Linked DNA regions of Zea mays: region 1 is linked to region 2. The links are chromatin contacts, called in public Hi-C maps. All regions are on one chromosome and are shown on one strand. Each heading gives the region's core, a stretch centred on a gene start, on an enhancer-like site or on the middle of the called end of the contact. The rest is flanking DNA. Distances are from core to core; before and after follow the strand shown. Region 1 holds the start of LOC100192509. Region 2 holds the start of LOC100502273.

Region 1 (4,345 bases), core at 746-3,245, 270 kb before region 2:
AGCACGGCCTAGCTTGCTCCCTTTTTGTGGTCACGCGCGTACATGCTTAACTCTAGTCTAGCTAGATCCCGTAGCCTAAACTTTGTTTTGAAGCTAAGGGTGCGCAGGCGATCGATGCTTATCCAGAAACGGGGAAGGTCTATCTGCCGCCGCCTTTCCGCTTTCGGCAGGAAGGTGCATGACACCCATGTTGATGTAAATGCAACGGCGGACGACAATTATTACTATATATAATTCAGTAGACTCTCTATTACCTTCTCTATATTACTCGATCCATATTTCAAACTATACTCAAACAGTATAATCTAAATTATAAAACAGTAATAAATGGAGGTTCTATCTATCAATATCTGTGGTCTTGGACTCTCTATTACGTTTACATCGCTGTATTATGAGCCGAGCGGTAGAAGGGTGGGTGCATGCATTTGCAAGAACGACAACAACCAAAAGCCGCCTGACACACACACGCACACCTTGCTTTGACGCACAAGCTAGTGTGTAGCATCTGCGGCAGATACGCGCGGGGATCGGGAGCGCATCAGCACCGCATGTGCGCAGCGCAGATTTGCTGCAACCGTACCGTCTGCCCTCAAGAATCCGTGAGACAAATTAAAATGCATTGCCAGCGTCCATTCGCTCAGGTCCCAAGGGGTTAAGAGCTAGCCCATACGCGCTCACGCTGTTAATCACTCTGACCCGTTACTGTGCGTGACTAATTAATAATAGAACAATAACATGTTTGGTTTCAAGAATGAGATAGTCTATCATCTTCTCACTTTCTTGTTTGATTTTGTGGAATGCATTTTCTCACTTTTTTGTTGAATTTGTGGAATGGAAGGAGTGTATCCTATCACCATTTCATTTCTCGTAGGCTAATAATTACTGATAATATCATAAATGAGTTTATTTTACTAAATTTATATAATGGATTCATGATGCACTATGTCAAATAGAATAGATTGGTTTTTTATACGAATTAACCAAACAGCTTCCTAATAAGTGGCTCGATCACCATGAGGGCCCCTTATTATGCTTCGACATTTAGGGCGTGTTTGGTGTGGCGCCTAAGCCGCCACACCGCGCCACACTTTTAAGCCATATGTGTGGCGGTCGATTTAGGCGCCACACCTGAGGCTTAAAAGTGTGGCGCGGTGTGGCGACTTAGACGCCACACCAAACACGCCTTTAGTAAGACCGCGAAAACGCTCCAAACAAAGGCGTAGCGATCCTATGAGTCTATGATGAGGGGGTGGCCGCCGCGCTTATTTTTTAATCTGATCCGGAGGGGTTAAGCAAGCGGGTGTGTTCATGTCGTCATGCCGTGATCCAGCGCTGGGAGTTAATTAGTTGTTGCGCGGACGTCGATCGGGTAGGAGGACTGCTTCAACACGTACCAAAAGCACAGTGCTCTCCGTACCGTACGCACTCGTACGTCATCTACGCTAGCTCGTTCCAATCAAACTCGGAACCACACAGGCCAGAGAACCAAACAAACGCATAAGGAACGAGTCCTCCCTCCGTCGTCCCAGTGCAAAAGTGGAACTTTGTTTCGCCGCCCGACCGAATTTTGCTAGCTGCATGCTCCGCTCCGCGATTCTCCAGAGCCCGAAGAAGACGTAGAAGAAATGTCCGCCTGCCTTACACTCCGGTCAAGTCTTTCTTGCGTTGCGTTGCGTCGACTCTCCAGTTCTTTGAGGGCATCTGGTTTATCCTATTCTATCATATCCTATCATATCATATACTCCGAATTTCCCGACCGATCGGCACAGCCATACAGGTGTCTGGACAAGCGGTTGAGCCTTGGTAGTTCACGTGATAGGCGGCCGGTCGTGCAAGCGGGGAGATCACAGGTTTGTGCCGCAGCCCGCAGGCATGACCGCATGACTCACCACGAGATCTTTTCCTCGCGAGTTTCCGTGCCGCTGACCAGCTGTGCGCCTGCCTCATAATTGATAGACACAGGTCATCTCATCAACCCTGTAGGCCTCTCCCTTCTTCTGCTCTCCCTCCCTTCTCAAGGCTTCCTCCTGCAGTCCAGCTCACCAGGACCAGGAGGAACAAAGAAGTTGCATCGAACACAGCTGAGTTCCTCCCTCTTCCCTGAAATGCGCCCGGCAGCTAGAAAGGAGCAGCTAGCGGGCGGGCTGCCCATACGTCGTTGAGGTGAGGGATTAGTTCGTTGGTTCTCTTCCTCCGGATTTTTTTTTTCTGCTCGATGCCACAATCTCCGAAACAGCTTTCCGATTCAGCGAACTCCAACGCGCGTTTCGATATACGGCGGTGGATCGGAGGCGTCTCTTCTCCGGCCGGTGATGCATTGCTTTGCTCGGCCTACTGCTTGCTGCTCATGGTGGTAGCACTAGCAGCTAGCGCCAGGCACTCGCGCCCAGCGTTTTCTTTACGGCACAACTTGCGGCCGATTTCCAAACACACACACACGCAAACGTCTTTTCTGGGCGAAAAGTATGCCGGTTGGCCGTACATTACGCCAAGTTGCGCTACGGTTCCGATGCTGATTACTGGTCCTGGTCCCCCACCACCGCGAACGTCTACAGGATAAGACCAGTCGCCTCTCGCTCCGTTCCGCTCGCTTGTGTTGTCCTTGTCCGTTGTGCGTGCTTTGTGCTGCGCGCGCGTGCAGCACCGCGGAGACGGCCGGGAGCAGGGGGGGCGGGAGGGATAGTGGCGGCCTCTGCTGCTGCTGGTCGAGGCTTCGATTCCGGGCGGGGGCTGGTGGTCTCGAGAATCCCGGAGGGAAGGGAGCGAGCGCAAAGGTGAGAGTTGGGAGAAGGAACATTTCTCTCTTCAAACCCGTTTGTATGCCTAGGAAGAAGGAACAAAAAAAAAAAGGAATTCCAAAACCCTCTTTTTCTTCGTGGTATCTTCTGGTTCTGCCGTGAATTCTTCGTGTGCGGCGAAGCTCTTTCTTCTTCGCTGTTTTTTTTTTGTGTGTGTGTGTGTCTGTTGTTGTGTTCCTGATGTCGTGGTGAATTCGTCATGCCTGCAGATAGATACCTAAGCGGGCCGCTTCCGCTGCACAGCCACAGGCATGGGGTGCGGGGCGTCGAGCCACAAGGACGCCGGGGCGCGCCGGAGACGGCCTGGGAGCGTCGGCGACGTGGTCGTTTTCCTCCCGGGCCTCCGGGTGCCGAGGGCCGTCGACTTCGCCCAGGCGCTCGGCGGCTGCCTGGCCAGGGCTATAGTCGAGCGGCTGTCGGCTCTGAGGTCGCGGGTCGTCGAGATGGCAATGCAAGAATCGGCGGCGGCGCTCAAGCCCAGGCGGAAGGCGGCTGCACGGCACGGTGTGTGTAGGCCACTGGAGAAGGGGGCGGTGTGGTACAGCGCCTGGATGGATTGGTATACCTAGCTTTGTCTTGCAAGCTGAGGGCTCTCTCGCTGCTGACCTGGGCCCGCCGGTTTGCTTTCTCTGTGTGCAGGGTCTAGTACAGCCAATCTTCTACAGGCCCTCGAAGACTACTTGCCAGTTCTGCTGGGACTAGCACAACAAGGTGAGGAATAGCTGCTGCAATAATGTGGTGGGTGGTTGGTTTGCTCTTGTTTCTTTTCACAGTTCTGTTGTTCTTATTCGCCCGTTCTGTAAAACGTGCAGGTAGCGTCTTGAGACACAAAGTGCAGTTCACCTGGAGTAACCAAGAGGATAATGCTGAGGTATGTGTGTCCAGCCATGGATTCCGTGAACTCGCTGCTGTTTTGTTGCTCGAAATCAGCTATATGTAAATTCATCAGCTTTTCAATCTCAGGAGACAGCCATTTCAGATGTCTGGTACGAGGTGCTGTCCGTGCTGCACTTGATGGCCATGGTCTGCTTGCTGCAGGCCAACACCCTGCTTCTCCCAAGGTCATACGGCGATGGCTACGCCCCAAGAGTTTCTGAAGGTACTACAGCTGTTAGCTGTAGATGAATCCAAAGCGTTGTCGGTCTGGAGACTGTTGTGTCCAAGTTTCCTTTATTTAAATTAAGCCACTGAAAGATGCTAACAATTTGTCATGTGTTCAAGTACTTCTGTCTATAGTGCTCATGCGCTGACAAGACCACATACTTCCAATGTGCTACAGAGAGTAGACGGGCCACTGTTGATGTCTTCTTGAAGGCAGCTGGATACCTAGACTGCGCAATTCGTCATGTACTTCCGAAGATGCCACTGGAACTAAGGTTTTGTTACTCTTGAGCAACTTCCTAGCGTTGTTAGGCTTCGCTTCAAATTTGAAGACAACTACTGAAACATTCCCCTTTGACATGTGGATTACAGGAGACAACTTCCAGTCGACCTGGCTGAAGGAAATCTCAAAGCTCTAAGCCTGCAAGCCTTGGGTCAGGTACTGT
Region 2 (4,733 bases), core at 2,053-4,552:
TCATGCCGGTATTGATGCCACCCACCCGTGCCTCTGCTACTTAGCTGCGGTTGGGAGGCAAGACTACATATTGTCAGGTAAGTTTAACTTGATACATCATTATATAGCTGCTGCCAATTGTCTTCACCACATATAGCAATATACAGGACCAAAACCATGTTAACAGCAGCTGCCTGTGGCGGCGTCAGCTTCTGGAGCCTTCTGCTTGAAGATGTTCTTCTTGCTGACCCCTGCTGAGGAAGCATCCGCCAGGAGGCTTGGCGTGTCTAAGATCTGCAACGTGCATACAGGCCAATACTATAAATAACAAGGATCTTATCTATCTGCTTCCTTCCCCATTTAAGGGGGTGTTTGGTTTCTAGAGACTAAGGTGTTGTTTGAATGCACTAGAGCTAATATTTAGCTGGCTAAAAAATTACTAGTGAAATTAGCTAACTAACGAATAGCTAATAGTTGAACTATTAGCTATGGTGTTTGGATGTCTCCAACTAATTTTAGCTACTAACTATCAGCTCTAGTGCATTCAAACACCCTCTTATTTTTAGTCCCACTATTTTATTCCCTAAACTGCCAAATGTCTATTTTAGTTTCCGTATTTGATAATTTAGAAACTAAAATGGAATAAAATGGAGAGACTAAAATTTTGTCCCTAGAAACCAAACACCCCCTAAATCTCAATAGTCGATTTGCAGGTATGTGCAGCTTGGAATATTGTCAAGAATAAGGCGGCATACATGGTACTGCGAAAATATATATACATACCTTTAGAACCAGTTCCTCAAAACACTGTTCTACGTTTACTTTTGTTTTCGCACTGCATTCTAGAAACAAACAACCGTATTCCCTGGCAAATTCAATTCCCTCCTTTTTCGTGACAGCCCTCTCACTTTCCTGCCAAAACGAACTGTTTAAATCAGTTGTTTCCAAAGGTGCAAAAGGAGACTACAAAATTTTACAATTGCTTTACCTTGTCTACTTTATTTCCAACAAGCATCTTTACACAGTCCTGGTTGGTTGAATACAGGTCAATTTCCTTGGCCCATATATCAGAAAGATTGGTGAACGTCTCTCGTCGACTGACATCATACACTGGAAATTTGATGACACATAAAATTATCATGTGTGTCTATGCAATAATTCAACAGAGCCAAACAAGATGCAAGCAGATAAAAAAGGGCAAGCACAAATACAACAGGAAATGTGTTGCCAAGTGTGGTGACTCTAAAGCTATGCAAAACTTGGTAATGGAATTTAGACACTTTGGTTGATAAAAAGAAATTATCCTATTTAACAATATCAACTAGAGAGTGTCTTAGTAGGAAAAAAAGTGCAATGCGACAAATTTACAGGACAGTAGTAGTTACGAGTAATACCCATAATGATCCCCTGTGCCCCTCTGTAGTAAGAGCTGGTCAAGGTCCTAAACCTCTCTTGTCCAGCTGCATAACAGGTAATCGTCAGCGACAACAAAGGCACAATCATACTCAAAGAATGTAAGATGTACAAATAGAGAGGGTAAAGAATAAGATGGACACAATCAGAACAAGAATGGCACTGTCCAATGGAATAGCTAGCTCTTCCAAACAAAATACGGAGGGAAAAGGACAGACCAAAATGATTGTTTTCTGCTACTATTGGACTCGGTCACTTGCCTCTGATAAGTCACCATGTAACTTTCGAGCCTCTCTATCTGTCCAAACATCATCCTATTGCTTAGGGAAAAAAATTCCATCATCCATTCACGCTGCAAAATGAGGCTTCTCGCTGTCCCACACCGCGCGCCGCACCACCACAGCCCTCCTGCGCTCCGCGCCACTGCAGCCCTCACGCTCCTCCCCAGATGGCCAAAAGGGGGCGGAAGTCGAGCCGGTTAGGAGAAGATGGAACCCACACCGATCTCCCACATTATCGGTCCGCACGGAAACCACCGGCCATCTTGCCTGCGTGCCGCACATGGTCGACCCAGACGAGAAGGTTTTGGGCTGCCATGGAGAGAGGAAGAAATGTTGTCGCCGGTGTTAGTTCACTGACGCGCTGCCATGGGCAATTGGGGGCTGCCGTCACATGCAGCACTAACATGGGATGTCTTACCGTCGCCGGCAGCGAGGCAACCATGAGAGCTAATGGCATGCCGCCCACATTCTTAAATTCAACCTAGTCTTTAGGGACTTGCTGCCCGTGCAGCGTCTATTCTTCTATGGCAACAGGCCTTCTCGACATCTCCAACGGCTTCACGCTCCCCAAGCAGCCACGGTTTAATTACTCTCTCGCCGCTGCACTAGGACACTTCTACTCATTGGCTAGGATGCTGACTTGCGAGATGACAGCCAAACTCGTGGACTCCATGAGGTGTAGGCTGCTATATTCTGCCTCGACACCAAGTTCAGCAAGAAGACCGTCGTGGTGTTGGATGCACCCCTGCTGCTGCTAAACCACAGGACCATAGGCGCCACGATAACTAGGACCTCCGTTGGCACCATGGCATCATGCTTGCGGCATTCCACTTCACTGAGAAGCAGTCCCAATCTTCGCTGTGGCCTGTGGTGCTCCTCCTACCCGTGATTTGTTTGCTGAAAAGTCCCCGTCCTGTATATGCTGCTTCAAACGTGCTGAGCCATTGGATTTCAGTTGGGACATAGGTAAAGAATTGACAAGTAAGCTCTGTTGGATTCATTAGAGCATTTTTATTATTTTTTTTCTTCTCCATTTGGTGCTGTGATGTTTTGTGTGCGGTTTAACGGATTTGGATCTAAGCATCCTTGAAATTGTATTGTGTGGCTGTACTCATTCATGAATGAATGGGGTATGCTGGAATCATTGTGTTCCTTAATCTAAAAAAATGTAAAGAAAAAGAACCATGCTGGTGTTATTAAGACAATGGTTTGGTACCTGTGTCCCAGATGGCAAGCTTGAGTTTTTTGCCACCAATGCTAACCATCTTCACCTTGAAGTCAACACCTGAAGGAAATAAATAGGGGAACAGAGATTGAGGTTACACTGATGCCGCGAGGAGGGGAGGCGATCAGATCGGGGAATATAATCGAAGTCAAAGAGATCACCTATGGTAGGGGAGAGGTCATCGAAGGAGTCGGCGGTGAAGCGGAGGAGGAGGCTGCTCTTGCCGACGCCGGAGTCGCCGATAAGGAGTAGCTTGAAGAGGTAGTCGAACTCGGGCTGCTGGCTGAGGCTGGACGAGGAGGAATCCATGAGGATCGGATAGGATGGGATCGGAGGAACGGGGCGACAAGACGAGATCTAGGGTTTGATCCGCTTTGGGGGGGCGTATCGTGAAGGGAACAGCGAGACCTCCAGCTGGGCGCTGGCGGAAGCCGACGGCTCCAGGTACACGAGGGCGGGCGTAGATGGGGCCCTTCCCTTTTCTTCTCTTTCCCAGGCCCAGCGCTAACTAACACTCGTAAAAAAAATAGCGAAACATTTCGTCATAATCAAAACTACTACTAAACTGAACTACTTCTCTACTATTCTAGTGGTCAACTCGTGCCTTTCCTTTATCATGGGACGAAACGTCGGCAACAACAAATCAGTCGAAATGACCGACGCCTACGGAAATTATATTTTCTTTTGCAAGGATGAAGGACCTGTTTGATTCGTGGTTAACTGTACCATACTTTGCCTAAAGTTAGTCGTTCGAATTAAAAAACTAACCTTAATCAGAAAAGTTAAGCAAAGTGTGATAAGTTAGACAGCAAACCAAACATGCTTAATTTTCTTTGATGGCCTGCTTGAAACGTGGAAAATCTGCGCTATTAATCGAACTGATTCCTATTAAATTCCTACACGATTTCTATCTATCCAAATGATCCCTCAGCAAAATATTAAATTCCTACACGATTTCTATCCAAATAATGAATAATCCCTCAGCAAAATAGCTGCAGCGTCTTCTTCGTCCTTGCAAATAAAATCGATTGCTATTTATTATTATGGCGTCAACGAAAACATCATCTTGCCTGGGCACTAGCAAATCCAGGTAACCAAACAAGATATTGCCACAGGTTACCGAAACAAGATATTGCTGCTAAATGACAACAAGCTGTGAGTACATTGTCCCACACCCCCACTTCTACCCTGCCTCAAGATCCAGAATACTATACTAAGCTAGGCAAAGTAGTTAATGCAGTGAGTGCGTTATTCAATACTGAACACATTTTGTTGTTGCCCATCTAGTTCTACCATGCAAAACTACAGGCAGAGAAATGGTCCTGGATTCACAAGCCGCAACACAAACATATTTCTGTGCCAAGTGGTCACTAATCCGTGCCTTCATCCAAAAAAAAATTCTAACTTCATGAAAATTGAAAAAAAGGGAGCATTATGCCTTTGTCCTGCAGATCCTCCTAGATTCAATTAACATGTGCGCCAGATGACTCCAATCTGCAAAATGGCAACCAGCTTGCTTAGCCGGGTTTCTTATCAACACACAAAAAAAACACATAGATTAGCCATCATCAAAACCTCAAAGTAACAAGTGACAGCGAGCATACTCTGAATCAGGTCCTGTGATCCTCCAATAAGGGCACTGAAGCAGATGAACCAACCGTTGTTGATGTGGAAGCAATAGCGGTATTGGAGATGTGGTCAGGAGAGAACTGCTCAAACCTGAGCTCAAGATCCGGTAGTTGCTCAACAGATACACCATTAGAGAAAAGCACGCCACAGGAATCAGGACCATCGGTGAGCGAAAAGGACAGGTCATTTAGCTCTAAGTACTGTTC

Evidence for each region. Hi-C and Micro-C count contacts between places; a contact is called where the count stands out from the background.
Region 1: a Hi-C map of endosperm shows a contact between it and region 2, with 2.6 times the contacts expected there. The contact joins the promoter of LOC100192509 here to the promoter of LOC100502273 in region 2. A contact is called at or near these places in 4 of 25 Hi-C or Micro-C datasets (bundle sheath, ear, endosperm and 1 more).

Annotation. Positions count from the first base shown.
Region 1 is chr2:28,217,041-28,221,385 of Zm-B73-REFERENCE-NAM-5.0, reverse strand. It overlaps LOC100192509, which reads left to right and starts at 1,995. Exons shown (of 12, transcript NM_001308359.1): 1 at 1,995-2,163; 2 at 2,642-2,774; 3 at 3,008-3,302; 4 at 3,438-3,509; 5 at 3,611-3,669; 6 at 3,762-3,897; 7 at 4,078-4,174; 8 at 4,272-4,338. The coding sequence starts at 3,050.
Region 2 is chr2:27,950,619-27,955,351 of Zm-B73-REFERENCE-NAM-5.0, reverse strand. It overlaps LOC100502273, which reads right to left and starts at 3,302. Exons shown (of 6, transcript NM_001196750.1): 1 at 3,060-3,302; 2 at 2,890-2,958; 3 at 1,374-1,439; 4 at 968-1,089; 5 at 763-891; 6 at 1-273. The coding sequence starts at 3,207. The coding sequence ends at 160. It overlaps LOC100383817, which reads right to left. Exons shown (of 6, transcript NM_001176449.1): 5 at 4,503-4,733; 6 at 4,253-4,392. The coding sequence ends at 4,509. It also overlaps the pseudogene LOC109943980.